Linked DNA regions of Mus musculus: region 1 is linked to region 2. The links are chromatin contacts, called in public Hi-C maps. All regions are on one chromosome and are shown on one strand. Each heading gives the region's core, a stretch centred on a gene start, on an enhancer-like site or on the middle of the called end of the contact. The rest is flanking DNA. Distances are from core to core; before and after follow the strand shown.

Region 1 (6,835 bases), core at 3,894-6,393, 88 kb before region 2:
CATCTCTCTCGCTCAGACTCCCTTCTATGGGTAAAGTCAGGCATTGGAGACTTAGTCCTTCCATGAGTTGAACATGGGACGCCTAGGAGAAAGTGACCCTAGTGGCTTTTGAACCTGGGTTTGGGAGAAGCGTTTGGTGGAGGCAGGGTGGCTGTCACTGCCTGCAGATACATCAGCTGTTCCCTAGGCTGTGGAGCCATCCATGTCACCCTGGGCCAGCTGCTGTGTGCCTGCATGCCTGCGCAGTGACAACCTGTGGGGTATCTTGCAGATGACAGAGGGCAGGGAGTTGCCTGTATATCTGCTTTGCTTGTGGTGAGGTGAACCCCTCCTGAACTGAGGGGGTTCGTGTGCCCCAAACCTCTCCCTCAGCTCCTTTTCTCTGCCTCCAGCTGCTGCCTTCAACTTTACTTAGGGAGAGCATTCATGCCTGTGTGCTTGCCTGTGTCTCTCGTGTCCTGTGCCTTTTCTGTCTACAAGGACTCCTATTTTATGTAATCTTAACGTCAGGATTGGATAGACCCATTTCATCGTAAGCAATACTGAGGCCAGGGGAAGGTACGAGACTCACCCAAGATCATCTTGTAGTGAGCAGTTCATGGAAAGTTTATGTGGCTACAATCTTCCCACTGGGTGGTGCCCTTGTTGACTTTCAGATGAGGTTTCGTTCTGCTGTCTGTAGGGGAAGTTCTGACACAAGCATCAAATTCAAAGTGTCCTGACGAAGGTTAGCCCAAGTATTTTAAAAGAGACTTAGTGTGCACACAGATGTAGTTAAATGTATGTACATGTGTTGAATATATCTACCCAAAGGACGCTTGTGCGCGCGCGCGTGTGTGCGCGCGCACACACACACACACACACACACACACGTCTCTTGTTTCTTTTTCCTAGCCCCAACCATTCTGTCCTTTCCCTAAAAGGGTTGCTGGGTCCCATTGGACATCATCTTGTTGACTGAGAAGGACAGAGATCTAGAGAAGGGCTGAGACTGTCCCCACCCTGTCCCCACCACCAGGCACTCCCAGGGAAGGAGTGTCTCCCTGCCCTGGAGCTTACCCTCCTGGACTTTCTGTGTGGCTGGGGACAGTCCTCTGTGGGCCTTGGCTGCTCAGGTTGCATCATGACGTTATCCTCTACCTCACATTGAGCTCTTCTGCACCAAGAGCAGGCAAGGTCCATAAGGAAGAAGAAGAAGAAGAAGTCTCAAATGTGTGTCTTCAGGGGCCTGGGCACTGAGCAGGGCAGGGCTCTACAGGACAAGGCAGTATGGATGCTTTATTATACCCCCCTCCTCCTTTTTTTTTTTTTTTTGACAGGGTCTCTCTATGTACTCTTTGTTGGCCTGCAGCTAAACTTGTTATATAGACTAGGCTAGCCTGGAATTTATAGAAATCTCCTTGCTTTTGCATCTGCCTCCTGAGTGCTGAGGTTAAAGGCACATACCACCACACCCAGCTCTTTTGGGATTTTAAAAACTATATTGCTGTGTGTGTGTATAGGTGTGTCTCAGTGTGTGAGTAGAGGTCAGAGGACAGCTTGAGAAATTGGTTCTCTCCTTTTACCATGTGATCCTTGGGGATCGAACTCTGGCCATGGGGCTTGGCAGCAGGCAACCACTGAGCCAGCCAGCCAGCCATTTCGTCGTTCTGATGATAACCACAGAAACGCACCAGGCTCCGTGCTTAGAACCTCCCATGTTCTAGTTGGCTTTGTGAAATAGGTGCTGTCATCACTTCCCCCATGCCCCAGTTCTTACAAGGTGGTTTTGGGGTCTCAGGAAACTTATGTGAACTGGCTGAGGTCTTGTGGTGCTCCCGGTGGCCCCGTAGGCTTTGTGCTGTGCTGCACCCATGTGTCGGCACTCTCGGGTCTTGGCAGTGCGTTCATGGTGTTGTGCAGTTACAGAGCTGTGTGGCCACCACAAAACCTGGATTGAATCAGGGTCAGCGAGTCTTCCCACTGGCCAGCGCTTAACGGCTTTGCTTCCTGGCTTATGTACCGCAGCACCAGGAAGACAGTTAGGTCCCTGCCAGTCATTGCAATCTCCTCTCCTCTCAACCAGGAAGAGCTGGGAGGGAGCTGTGTGCCTGCTGCAGGTGGGACAGAGTCCCTCACGTCTGGGGACGGGGGGTGCAGGGCAGATGGTCAGACCACAGCACTTGCCACCAGCCCAGCTGCACCCAAGCCCTCCTTGCTGCCCCATATGAGGGCCATGTGTGTGCAGCTGGGCTGGCCACGTGCAGGCTGCTCCCTGCCAGGGGGGAGGGGTCCATGGGAAAGGCCAGCTGTACTGGGCAGAGGAGGGAAGGGCCGGGGCTTTGGAGCTCAGTTCCCTGGCAGGACCCTCGGGCTATGCCCACCTTTGGGATGCCTAGCCTGTGGGTGGCTTTGTTCTCCTCCTCGAAGCCCCTTGATGTCCATGGAGGAGTGGCATCAGCAGACCGTGATGGCCCCTTAGCAGCGAGCAAGTGGGCCCCAGGTTACCCCCCCACCCCCATGTGCCTTGAGGATCTCCAAGGTTCATCACTAGATTATAATTCCAGAAGGGTATAGGGGTGGTGGTCTTAGCCTGTCTTTGGCTCCCAAATCCTCTGAGGTAAAAGAGATAGGGGAACCCCAGCAGTGTCTGTGTGCCCCTCCCTTAGGTAGTGACCAGCAAACCTCCTCACACTGGAAGCTCCACAGAGTTGGCGAGGGTGGCAGGATCCTACCCTGCCCCCAGGTTCCAAGAGAGGCTGTTTGTTGAGATTCTTATGATGTGAATATATATCTTTGGTCGTAAGTTTGTAGAACTACTTGTCACTTACAGAAAGTGGCCAGGTTCTGTCCCCAGATCTGTCAGGCCCTAGGGGAGAATGGCTGGGTCTTGTGTCCTCTTTCACTTTTGTAAACAGTTTGAATTTTAAAGTCCTTTCTAAGTAGACCTGAAAGGGACATTGAACAGCCCAGATGAGGCAGCTTCATGCCAGGAGTCCTGTCCCACAGTCGTGAGGGAATAGCTTCATGCAGAAGGAGTCTAGAATACCCACTGTGTGCAGGGACATGGTATGCTTGTAGCTCTGTGGGCCTGGGGGTCTCTGAGGACTGTTAGAGGGCAAAAGGCTTTGAGGGCGTTCTTGAATGTTCTGCTAGGTTCTTGATTTTGTTTTTGTTGTTGTTGGTTTTTTCCCCCTTCACACTTGTCCACTGTGATCCCATTCTGAGAAGCAACTGTTTGGATGCCCACGTTTCTGGTGAAGAAAGGGGTCCTGTAAGGCCACAGTCCTCCTTAAAGTCGGGAAGATGTCCAGAGGACAGCCAGGCCCTCAGGCTGCCCAGCCAGTGTATGCTGGAGCCAAGGGAGGGTCTAGCTTGGGCAGTAGAGGAGGAGTGGAACGTTTGGGGGCCCCAGAGGACCTTGTAAAAATGCCCAAAGCCGATCCTTTGTGGAGTTTAAAATCCAGGAGCAGGAGAAGTCGCTCCATCAGTAAAACACTTGCTGAACAAACTCGAAGATCTGAGGTCAATCCCCACCTACCCACGTAAAAAGTCAGGAACGTTGGCATACATCTGTCACCCCAGCACCGGGGAGGGACAAACCTGAGGATCTCTGGGGCTTTAGACCCAGCCAACCTGCCAACCTAGCTGAGTCAGGGGGCTTCTGGCTCAGGAGAGAACTTGTCTCCAAAATCAAGACAGAGAGTGATGGAGGAAGACACCTGGTACCGATGTCTAGCCTTCATGTGTGTGCTTGAACTTATGCATGTATCCCAGCAAAGATATTTGTGCACAGACACATGTCTTTAGCTAGTCCTTTAAGCTAGTCTTTATAGATGAATCTGAGGGAGGTGACTTTAGCATTCCAGAAGCTGGAAAATTCAGGTAGGGAGTGGGAGACAGGTGGCCATATCTACTTCAGCTTCAGTCCTTTCACAAGTTAGGGTCCTGTGCAGACAGTTGGATGGGGTATGGATGGGGCTCATGACTTGTTCTGGATTCTCACAGAGGTAATGTACAAATTTGGAGTCTTTGGGGATCCCTAGCCTAAAACTATCTAAAGCTATGCATGCCCACCTTAAGCTAATTGGAAGGAGCCCTGGTGGAGCCATGACTTGAAAACCCAGCACATCTCTCTGCAGCTGGAGGCATAGGGAGACTACGCAGCTGGGAGACAAGTGCATCTTCGTGGAGTGGACACCATTGCTTTTCCTCAGTGCACTGCTGAAGAGATGGGTGTAGCTAATGCATTCAGAATGCCTCAAGAAGGCAGCTGTTGGGGACCTTTTGCAACACCAATAAATATCCTCAAGACGCCGTGAGGAACACAAGGGTTGCTGTCTCTGCCCTCTCAAGGAGGAAACAGAGGCTCAGAGAGCTGAAGGGATTTGCTCTAAATTATGCTACTGCAAGTGCCTGGAACTCTGTGGTGGCAGCTGGGCCAAGGCGTCTCCATGCTAGGGTGTAGCTGGACTGTTGGGGGTCAAAGATTGCGTGGGCATTAGGAGAGTGCATAGTAGTGGTTTGTGGGTTTTGGTGTTTGTTGTTTGTTTTGGTTGGTATGTATGCTTTATGTTTGTGACAGGGTCTAATGTAGTCAAGGCTAGCCTCATACTCAGTACATAGCTGAGGATAATTTCAAACTTCTGACCCTCCTGCTTCTATCTCCCATGTGCTGGGATTACAAGTGTGCTCCACTTCTCCTGGTTGGTGCCGTGCTGGGGATCGAATACAGGGTATCAAGGTATGCTAAGCAGGCACTCTTAACAACTAGCCTTGTCACTAGGAGACTCTGAAGGAGCCTTACAAAGAGCCAACCTTGGGGTAGGAGAGAAGAAGGGACAAGCCATCAGAAAGAGCCACTGTTGCCCCATGTGTCCACCCTGGTAGCAGAATGTCCTGTTGAATATGCCTTCCTCGGGTGCTGGGTAGATAAACTGCTGGCTCTACCCAGGGCTCAGTTGACTGAGCTGAGGCTCAGAATGGCACTCACCCATTTTCCTCATGTGCATACGGGACGTTCATCTTTACTTGAGGTAGATCTCAGATAGGACAATGCTGTGGAAGGCCGCTGGTCATGCTAGAAAGACAAGGGCTGTCCATGGTTGTCTTTTGTTGACCAGGAAGGAGCTGGACCCAAGCAGTGGCACAAAGTGACGTATCTAGGACAGACTGCCCCAGAGCCTGGCACGGTGTGCCTGGGTTGGCCTTGGCTTCACCTGCCAGTCTGGGTCCAGCACACAGACCTTTCTCAAACTCTCACTTCCTCCTAGAAGCCCAGCTGTTTGGGGGCCCAGGTGCAGAGTTGTCTGTTGAAGGGAGATTTCCAGAGTGGTCTGTAAATGACATAGCCCTGTGCTCCCAGATTCCCCCACCCCGCAGGCAGACACTACCTCCACAGAGGTGCTGGGCCTGACCCTGAGACCCCTTCCCTGGCCCAGATCTTGTTTGTTTGTTCAAACTGATAACAGGGTTTTCTGGACTCTGACTGGAAACAGGCGAATAGCCTTGTTCTGCCAGCTTTTCTTGGATGGGTTTGGTGCTGTGGCTGGGGATGGGAGAGCGGGGGGGGGAGAAGGAGGATGGGCACGTAGGTGGGAATGGGCACGTAGGTGGGGATGGGCACGTAGGTGGGGATGGGCACGTAGGTGGGGATGGGCACGTAGGTGGGGGGTGGGCACGTAGGTGGGGGGTGGGCACGTAGGTGGGAGCTGGAGGTTCAGGAGAGTTGCTTGCTTTGCTGCCTTTCCTGACCCTGTGCCTTGGTTTTCTAGACTCCTGGCTTGTATAGAGTAAGGGGTACTTAGCTACCATGCCCAGGATGAGGGGTGCTTAGCTTCTGTGCCCAGGATGAGGGGTACTTAGCATCTTTGTCCAGGATGAGGGGTACTTAGCTTCTGTGCTCAGGATTAGGGGTGCTTAGCTTCTGTGCTCAGGATGAGGGGTGCTTAGCATCTGTGCCCAGGTTTCTCACCCTCTCTGGAGCCTGTCTCAGGACCTTGTGCAATACTGAATGCCATCATTTTCCTGACCTCTGCTAGGCTTGCTGTGTACAATGCCTGCCATCAACTGAGTCCCCACTGCCTTGTGAGGTCAGTTTTGTGCCCAGTGTACAAGGGCTGAGTGAATATGTCATTCACTGGGACGTACGCTGGGCAGAGTCAGAGCCAGGCATTGAACCCAGGAGACAAAGGTAAGTATGCGTTGTTTGTTCATCCTCAGAGAGATGGCATTTGTGTTCAAAACTGCACCTCTCTCGCTCTGTGTGTGTGTGTGTGTGTGTGTGTGTGTGTGTGTGTGTGTGTGTGTGTTAAGGTTCTCTCCTCTCATTGATCCGGAACTGACCAAGTAGTCCAGGCAGGTTAGCTAACATGCTCCACAATGCTTCTGATTCTACCTTCCGAGTGCTGAGATTGTAAAGCACATGCTACCATGCTGGACACTTTTTTTTTTTCAAGACAGGGTTTCTCTGTGTATCCTGGGCTGTCTTGGAACTCACTTTGTAGACCAGGCTGGCCTCGAACTCAGAAATCCACCTGCCTCTGCCTCCCAAGTGCTGGGATTAAAGGCATGCACCACCCTTGCCCAGCCATGCTGGACACTTTTAACATGTGCTCTAAGGATTGAACTCAGGTCCTACATTTTGCAAGGCATACTGATTAAACTATTTTTAGCCCAGTTTTTTTCTTTTATCTTCTTATAAAATATTTATTTATTATATGGATATGAGTGTTTTGCCTGCATATATGTCTGCATAGCACGTGAGTGCCTGATACCCAAAGAGGTTGAAAGAGGGCATTGGATCCCCTGGAACTAGAGTTACGGGAAGTTTTGAGCTGCTGTGTGAGTGCTAGTA
Region 2 (7,504 bases), core at 3,878-6,377:
GGCACTGGAGGGCTGAGCTCCAGTTCTGAGACATGAATATAGGAACTGAGCCACCTCCCTCGCTGCCCCTCAGGCATCTTTTGATGGAGGTGTATGCTGGGTGTGCAGGTGGAAGCCTCCTGGTACGCTAAGGAACATCTGTAGAGTCGATGCAGGGAAAATAAGCTCAACCGGGCGTGCTCGACCAGGGCGAGAAGGTAGACAGGAAGGAGCTGTACTATCTCCACGGATTTATGAAAATAAAAACATTTCTTAATCTTTCTCTTTCTAATCAGGCTTGATGCACCCATCACTGTCCCTGGTGCACAGGAGTCTTCCTGCCCTTGAAGCGTTCATGCCCAGTCCTGCCACCCCAGGACATCAAGCCTCATTTCTGGTCCCTCTCAGCTGTCTTAGCCCTATCCCCCCACCAGGTAGGGTTCTCCATTCAGCCACCCCTGTCTGACTCCTCTCTGGGAAGATACACACTGCTATCCTTCTAAGCCAGCTTCATATGCCATCTGTCCTGGAACTGAAGGTCTGCACTGTCTGCATGGGTCTAACCCACTTCTTTCCCACAGCCTAAGCCATGAACCACTGGATGGGTGGGGCTCCTGGTCCTGTCTGGCACAGGGCTACTTGCATACAGGCATTAATTTGCTCCTCAATCAGGCCCCGGTACAAGGTTCTGGAAGCCCTCAGCCCTTGTATTTAATCAGTTACGGACTGAGATCTTTGTGTCTTCCATGGTACCAGACACTCATGACATCAACAACTGGGATTATTTCTGAGAAGAAAGCACTTAACACTGCCAGGCAACAAAAAGCCGGAACAGGTGGCAGCTGTTTCATGTCGCCACTGACCTCCCCGTGAGACCCGGCCCACTCTGCTCTGCTCCCAGTCATCTGAGGCTCCTTTCTGCTTCTTCCTGGTTTCTTTTCCTTGCCCCTTTGAATACCCAACTATTCCTACAAAGGCCTCCTACCCACTGCACCTCGCCCCAGCGCCCTGCATCCTATGCTCTCCCCCAAAGTAGCTGTGGCATTTACAGAGCACCATCCTGTCACTCACTGCTCTTAGTGCTTTACCGTCCGTGCGTCTGGTCTCCACAGTGGACAAACCTTACTGCTTCTGGACTACAGATGAGGAAACTGAGGCACTGTGGAGTGGCTGGCCCAAATCACAAAGGTCCATGTGAACATCCTCATTTTGGGAGTCAAAATGGCTGGGATGGGTTTTGTCATGTCCCTTGCTAACCAGTTTTTCCCCACTTCCGGGGTTCTGTTAGTGGTTCTGGTTAGTGGTTCTGCTAAGGTCAGAGATCCCTGGAGTAGAAATCTATCACTTGAGATTAGTTTTCAAGCTATTAAAAGGGGCTGTCAATTACTTTTCAGTATGTCCCCCAAATTCAGTCTTGTCACTATTTCCACTCTTTGTGTGTCACCCCCAGCCATGCATGTCACACCTTCGTCTGTAGGCTCTGTCTTCATTCCCCTCTCTCCCGCCTGCCCATGGGTCTCTGCAGGACAGACTGAATGAGGACCCAGATCTTGTGGCTAATTTACTGCAGTGTAACCCAGGGTCGGAAAAATAGGCCCCAGGTCTTGAAGAGACCAATTCTATTTTAAATAACTTGTCTAAGGAACCAATCATAGCTGGATAAAACGACATGTGCATAAAAATATGCAAAGTAGTTTCACAATAAAAAGTAAAGAGACATAAATATTCTAATGTCTGGCAAAAGAGCCACCAAAAAATTATCTTCTTCTAAAGGAGCGCTAAGATACTAAGACCTCAGAAACTAATCATAAGTGTAAGTTTAAACTATCTTGTAAAAACACAGTGGAGGGCTGGAGAGGTGCCCCGTGGTGAAGGGCGCCTGCTGCTCTTCCAGAGTTTGGTTTCTAGCAGCCATGTTGGGTGGCTAACAGCAGCCTGTAACTTCACTTGGGAGATTCTGACGGCCTCTTCTGGCCTCCACGGGCACTCCCTCGCATGTGCACACATACACAGGTTACACAAACCAAAAACAAAGTCAATCTTTAGAGAGAGACAGAAACACAGACGCAACCTCACATCCAGAGCAGGAGTGAGGGGGGCTGCACAGCAGTCGGCAGTGGCTGCTGATTCCTGTTCCGAGTAGCCCTCATTTTCTTCCTAATAATGGGTATGTTTTACATTTATAATTGGATAACCTTTTTCTTTCCTGCACTATCACTAAATCCAGGCCCCTGTGTATTATAAGCAAGCATTCTACCATTTGGCTATATCCCTAATCTAAATAATTAAATAGGAAAAATAACTTTTAGGCACTGTGTGGTGGCACATGCCTTTAACCCTAGGCAGAGAGATCCTGTCCTAAAAAACAGAAACCAACCAAACAAACAAAACAACGCCCCCAACAACAAGAAGCCCCCAAACCAAACAAGTATGCAAGCAAGCACTCGCCCCCCCTTGAAGAGTCAGGAACATCACTGAACTCTAGGATGGCTGTTTCCTGCCTGTGCTGAGTTCTAACTGCCCTGGAGGCTGGCTGTCCTCCCAGGGCTCACTGTCCCTAAACTTTGTCCCCAAAGCCAGGTGTTGCCCTCCTGCCTTGCATCAGCCTACAGGCTCTGTCTTACAGTACTGGTTACCAAGCCCCCACCTCCACCTTTCCAAACCTCCTTCCTCTGCGAGGCCTGGCCAGTGACGGCAGCCCACACATAGGCCTTGGATCTAGGGTAAGCAATGCAGTTTGGACACTTGGCCATTTGTGATTTTGTTTCAACACCCCCAAGAGTTGAAGCAGGGGTGCTGAAGAGCTCCCACTGTTCCTCTCTGTCCCTGGAAGATTCTAGAGAAGCAAGGCTGGTTTGGAGCGCAGATACCTTATTACCACATCGAACTGGTTGAGGGCGTGACCCAGCTCTAGTCCGTGCAGGATGCCCCCGTTCCCAACAACCACACAGCGCTTGCAGGCCTTGGCTCTCAAGTGTTCAGGAAAGTCATGTTCGGGCAGCATATCCAAGAGGCTCTGGACTTTACTGGAGAACTTCCGGAATCCAAAAGGCGGGTCATACTTGAGCTCAGCTTCACTGGCCGTGGGGACCTTCTGCACAAAAGGCTCCAAGTTGATGCTGTACCTGTCCTCAAATAACAGAGCCATAGCCGTCTTCGCGTACCTGGGCCGACATTCCTTCTGCAAGACTTCCTGAGCATAGCTCTGAGCTCTCTGGAAGGGGATGACCAACATAGGCTTTAAAACCTCTCCAACATTAGAAATGACACTGTCTAGACATTTAGTCCTGTGATTACCATCTGATGATATACATCATTTACCTTTTAGGGTTAGTGTTTTCTCAGGAATGGGCAGGAACCAGAAGGCCATATCTTATGACAAGAACAGAAACTCTACAAGGCCATTACTTTCATTATGCCACTGAGGCAAACTGTCACCAGAAGATGGGCCCTAAGTTGGCTGACTGTACTTACCTGCAGTATGCATAGTGGTCAGATCTATAGAAAACACAAGGAAGAATAGTGGGACCAGGGACTGAGGAGATGCAGAGATAAGGAATGTGTCTGACAGTAACAAAAACAGTATTTTTGAAAGATTCTGGAGGGCCAGAAAGATGGCTCAGTAGGTAAAGATGCTTGCTGCTGACCTGAGTTTAATTAATCTCTGGGAACTCACAGAATAGAAGGAGTAAGCTTACTCCCCAAAGTGGTCCTCTGACCTCCGTACTGTGTTATAGTGCACACACACACATACACACACACACACACACACACACACACACACACGCATGCACCCAGTGGTATGTTTGCTTGGCATGTTGCAATGCTCTGATTTGGCCCTCAGGACTGGCTAAGATGGTAAATTTTGTTCTATGGCTTTGTGCCGTCTGGGAGACAATGACCTTCAGTGTTATCAGAGAACAAGTGTCCTGACCTCACAGAACTTGCTGGTTCCTGTGCACGTGCCCAGGGATGGTCCTCCTACCGAGGCCAGCTGCTGAGGCCCAGTCAGAAGACTTCCCACGTGCTGCTCCTGCTGTGTGCTTCCCATCTTTGTGTCCGACAGCTCCCCCCGCTCCCCCCCTCCCCCGGGGCAGTTTTCTCTTGTGTGCACACGAGTCCGTGCAGATGTGTGGCACAGGCTCCTGTAGGTCACAGGATACCTACTTTTAAGACTGTATCTTGTCTTCAAACCTGTCAGTGTATCATGGAGATTCTAGCTGTTGTAGTCATAAACATGACCTCAGCTGGTTTTCCTCGGTCTTGTTATTTTTACTCTAATTTTTTGTTACACTTCATTCTGTGTATGTGTATGTGAGTGGGTGTGTGTGCCTGGTGTGTGCATGTGTTAGTGTTCATGTGTGTGTGGGGTATCTGAGGCCAACCTATGGGAGCCAGTTTTCCCCTTCCTCCGAGTGGGGCTAAGGGAGGAACTGGTTGTTGGTCTTGGCAGCAGGTGCTTTTTACACTTGGAGCCACTTCACCAGCCATTATCTGATTTTTACAAAATATACTTTCGACGGAAACATTTCCCTCATCTCAGTAGAAAAACCTTTAAAAATATTTTTAAAGTGTAGCCTTGCAAAGGTCTCCAGAGTGAGCTCCAGGCCAGCCAGGGCTACACAGAGAGGCCTGTGTGTGTGCATTTGGGGAATTTACCTCCTTTTGGTAAAGGGGAACTGACTAATGGTTTCACAGCCTTGCACCCCCTGTGGCACCCGAAGATAAGGTCACCAGTGAGTTCCCTTTGTGGTTTCAAGGTGTCACACCCAGGAGAATGAATCAGGGCTGCTCACGTGCCAAGGCCCGAAACAGCAGCTTCTACGCCTATGGAAAAGGAAGTTACTCCACACACCAGCAGCTCACACAAGCACTGACATCTTCCTGAGGGGTCAGTCGGAACACCAAGCAAGGAACCTATCATGGCCCGGAGTCCTCACAAACACTAAGCAGGCGAGGCTCGGCCCTTCATGGGGCCTTATCCCAGCCTGGGGGGAGGGTGGCAAACAGAAGGGTCCTGCCACTGACTTTACTCATCGCTCTAGTCTCCAGGTCTCGTGGTCATAGACAGCCATTTTTGGAGCTCCTGAAACCCAGTTCACCCCTAGGATTCATGCCCAGTACATGTTTTCCCAAGTCACCTAGGATCCAAAGGGACACCTGCAGCGTGCCAAAGGAGGCCCAGGGAAGGATGCTGGAAGTGTGCGCGCAGCTCTCCTGTGCTGCCAAATCTTTTCTTTAGAAGTTTCCTTTGGAGAGGAGTGAAATTTCATTCCATTCCCTGTCCTGGGAAAGCATTCATCTCATTTAATCTACTGTATTGTGAGCAGAGCCCAAGGCCCAGCTGTCACCCTCTGTAGTAACCCTGCCTGTCTCAGGGCTGGGGCTGGGGACCTGAGGGAGCGAGCGCAGCTAACAGCACTGGAGAGAGTGAGAACACTGTGAGCCTGGTTCCACATGTTTAAAGATGTGCTGAGCTCTGAAGGTGCCTGCCATCACAGGGCAACTTTTGCTAACTACAGTGCACTTTGGGGCCTCTTCTCTTTTCCCTACATGGGGTTCACAGCTTTAAAAAAAGGTGGGACAGTTCACTTTAAGGAACTGGGGTGCTCAGAGGAAGCAGGGGTTCCGGACCATGGCAGCCAAGTGGAGGAGGGCTGACTGGGAGGCGCCATCCTGGCGGCTCTGAGATCCAGAGAGCTGATGTTCCTCTTTTAAGAAACAAGATGCTGTGTCAAATCTAGGGGTGGAAATAAAGGCTTTAGCTCTTCAACGTTGTACTGGCTAGTTTTGTGTCAACTTGACACAGCTGGAGTTATCATAGAGAAAGGAGCTTCAGTTGAGGAAATGCCTCCATGAGATACAACTGTAAGGCATTTTCTCAATTAGTGATCAAGGGGGAAAGGCCCCTTGTGGGTGGGACCATCTCTGGGCTGGTAGTCTTGGGTTCTATAAGAAAGCAGGCTGAGCAAGCCAGGTGAGGCAAGCCAGTAAAGAACATCCCTCCATGGCCTCTGCATCAGCTCCTGCTTCCTGACCTGCTTGAGTTCCAGTCCTGGCTTCCTTGGTGATGAACAGCAGTATGGAAGTGTAAGCCGAATAAACCCTTTCCTCCCCAACTTGTTTCTTGGTCCTGAGGTTTGTGCAGGAATAGAAACCCTGACTAAGACAAATTGGTACCAGCAGAGTGGGGTATTCCTGTGACAACCTGACCATGTTTTGGGGAGGTCTGTGGAAGGACTTTGGAATTTTGGGCTTGAAGATCCATTCGTTGTTAAGAGCTCTGTCAGATGTTTTGTAGGAGCTTGGAAGATAATGTTGAGAACAGTGCAGAAGATGGAGGCCTGGCTTGTGAAATTTCAGAGGGAAAATTAAAGACTCTTTTCAGGGCCATTCCTGTTTTGATTGTGAAGATTCTGTAGTTCTGGTTAGCTGGGGCTGAAGAATCAGCTGTGATTAACAAGATACCAGAACTACTAAAGCAAAAACTTTGCATTACTGGGACTATTGATGCTGGTTAGCTGGAGCTAAGAAATTAGCGGTGATTAAGAAGAGACCAGCATCATTGAGGTGACATTTTCTGGGAAGTGTTTTCTGAGAGCACAGTGGCTGTGTTCCAGATATAGCCAAAGTTGTACATTGTGCTGTGGCTGGACTTGGTAATGTGTAAGGGTCACCCAGGTGGTACTGGTTTTGAAGGCATGAAGGAGTTGAGCAGAGCAGCTGAGGCTTGGCACTGTGAGAGGCCATGGAAGGCCATTGGTGAAAGTGCAGCCTCAGTTGCAATTGATGGCCCAGGACTGAAGGGGTCATGCAGTGTTTTGGAGATGCCAGTACCATGAGATGACCACCAAGAGCAGCAGCAGCAGTGGATTACAGGCATCTGGAGCCTAGAGGATGACGCGTGTGCTACAAAGGGCATGGCTGGAGAAGTGACCCAAGCCCTTGGAGGAGCCCAGAAGATCGTGAGTTGGATCCCAGACATTGGACGGTTGGAGATTGACTTTTGCTTTTGATTGTGACTGTGCCCTGATATTTTCCCTCTTGAAGGAAGAAACTGTTTTAGTGGAGCCCACAGTTAAGAGACTTTTAATTGTAAAAAGTCTTTGGATTTTAAGAGAGATGGATATTTTAAAGAGATTGAAATTTTAAGAATATGTAAAGACTGTGGGACTTTTAAAGTTATTTAGATCTTGGGGATGAATAAGATTGTAAGGGTTGAGGCTTACTAGTGATGTTTTTGTGTGTCAAGTTGACAAGGGGTCAATTGTACTGGCTAGTTTTGTGTCAACTTGACACAGCTGGAGTTATCATAGAGAAAGGAGCTTCAGTTGAGGAAATGCCTCCATGAGATACAACTGTAAGGCATTTTCTCAATTAGTGATCAAGGGGGAAAGGCCCCTTGTGGGTGGGACCATCTCTGGGCTGGTAGTCTTGGGTTCTATAAGAAAGCAGGCTGAGCAAGCCAGGTGAGGCAAGCCAGTAAAGAACATCCCTCCATGGCCTCTGCATCAGCTCCTGCTTC

What was found. Hi-C and Micro-C count contacts between places; a contact is called where the count stands out from the background.
Region 1: a Hi-C map of liver shows a contact between it and region 2, with 2.6 times the contacts expected there. The contact joins two enhancer-like sites. A contact is called at or near these places in 3 of 39 promoter capture datasets (embryonic stem cells and pre-B cells), 1 of 484 Hi-C or Micro-C datasets (liver), 2 of 115 datasets of contacts at active chromatin or transcription factors (embryonic stem cells and pancreatic cancer cells) and 3 of 9 other capture datasets (adipose tissue, embryonic stem cells and pancreatic islet).

The regions. Positions count from the first base shown.
Region 1 is chr6:72,226,444-72,233,278 of GRCm38.p6, reverse strand. The region is part of intron 1 of Atoh8 (atonal bHLH transcription factor 8); the gene reads left to right. It overlaps Gm52906 (a long non-coding RNA gene), which reads right to left and starts at 1,657. Exons shown (of 3, transcript XR_003956452.1): 1 at 1,566-1,657; 2 at 1,060-1,156; 3 at 551-718. Within about 2 kb of position 5,143, at least 17 of the 459 cell types and tissues checked have an H3K27ac peak or open chromatin away from gene starts, as enhancers often do. A contact at or near this core is called in liver, where this site is marked.
Region 2 is chr6:72,137,829-72,145,332 of GRCm38.p6, reverse strand. St3gal5 (ST3 beta-galactoside alpha-2,3-sialyltransferase 5) reads right to left here. Exons shown (of 7, transcript NM_001035228.2): 4 at 2,850-3,193. Among named protein-coding and RNA genes, the nearest start is that of 4933431G14Rik, 18 kb to the right of the region's middle. Within about 2 kb of position 5,127, at least 119 of the 459 cell types and tissues checked have an H3K27ac peak or open chromatin away from gene starts, as enhancers often do. A contact at or near this core is called in liver, where this site is marked.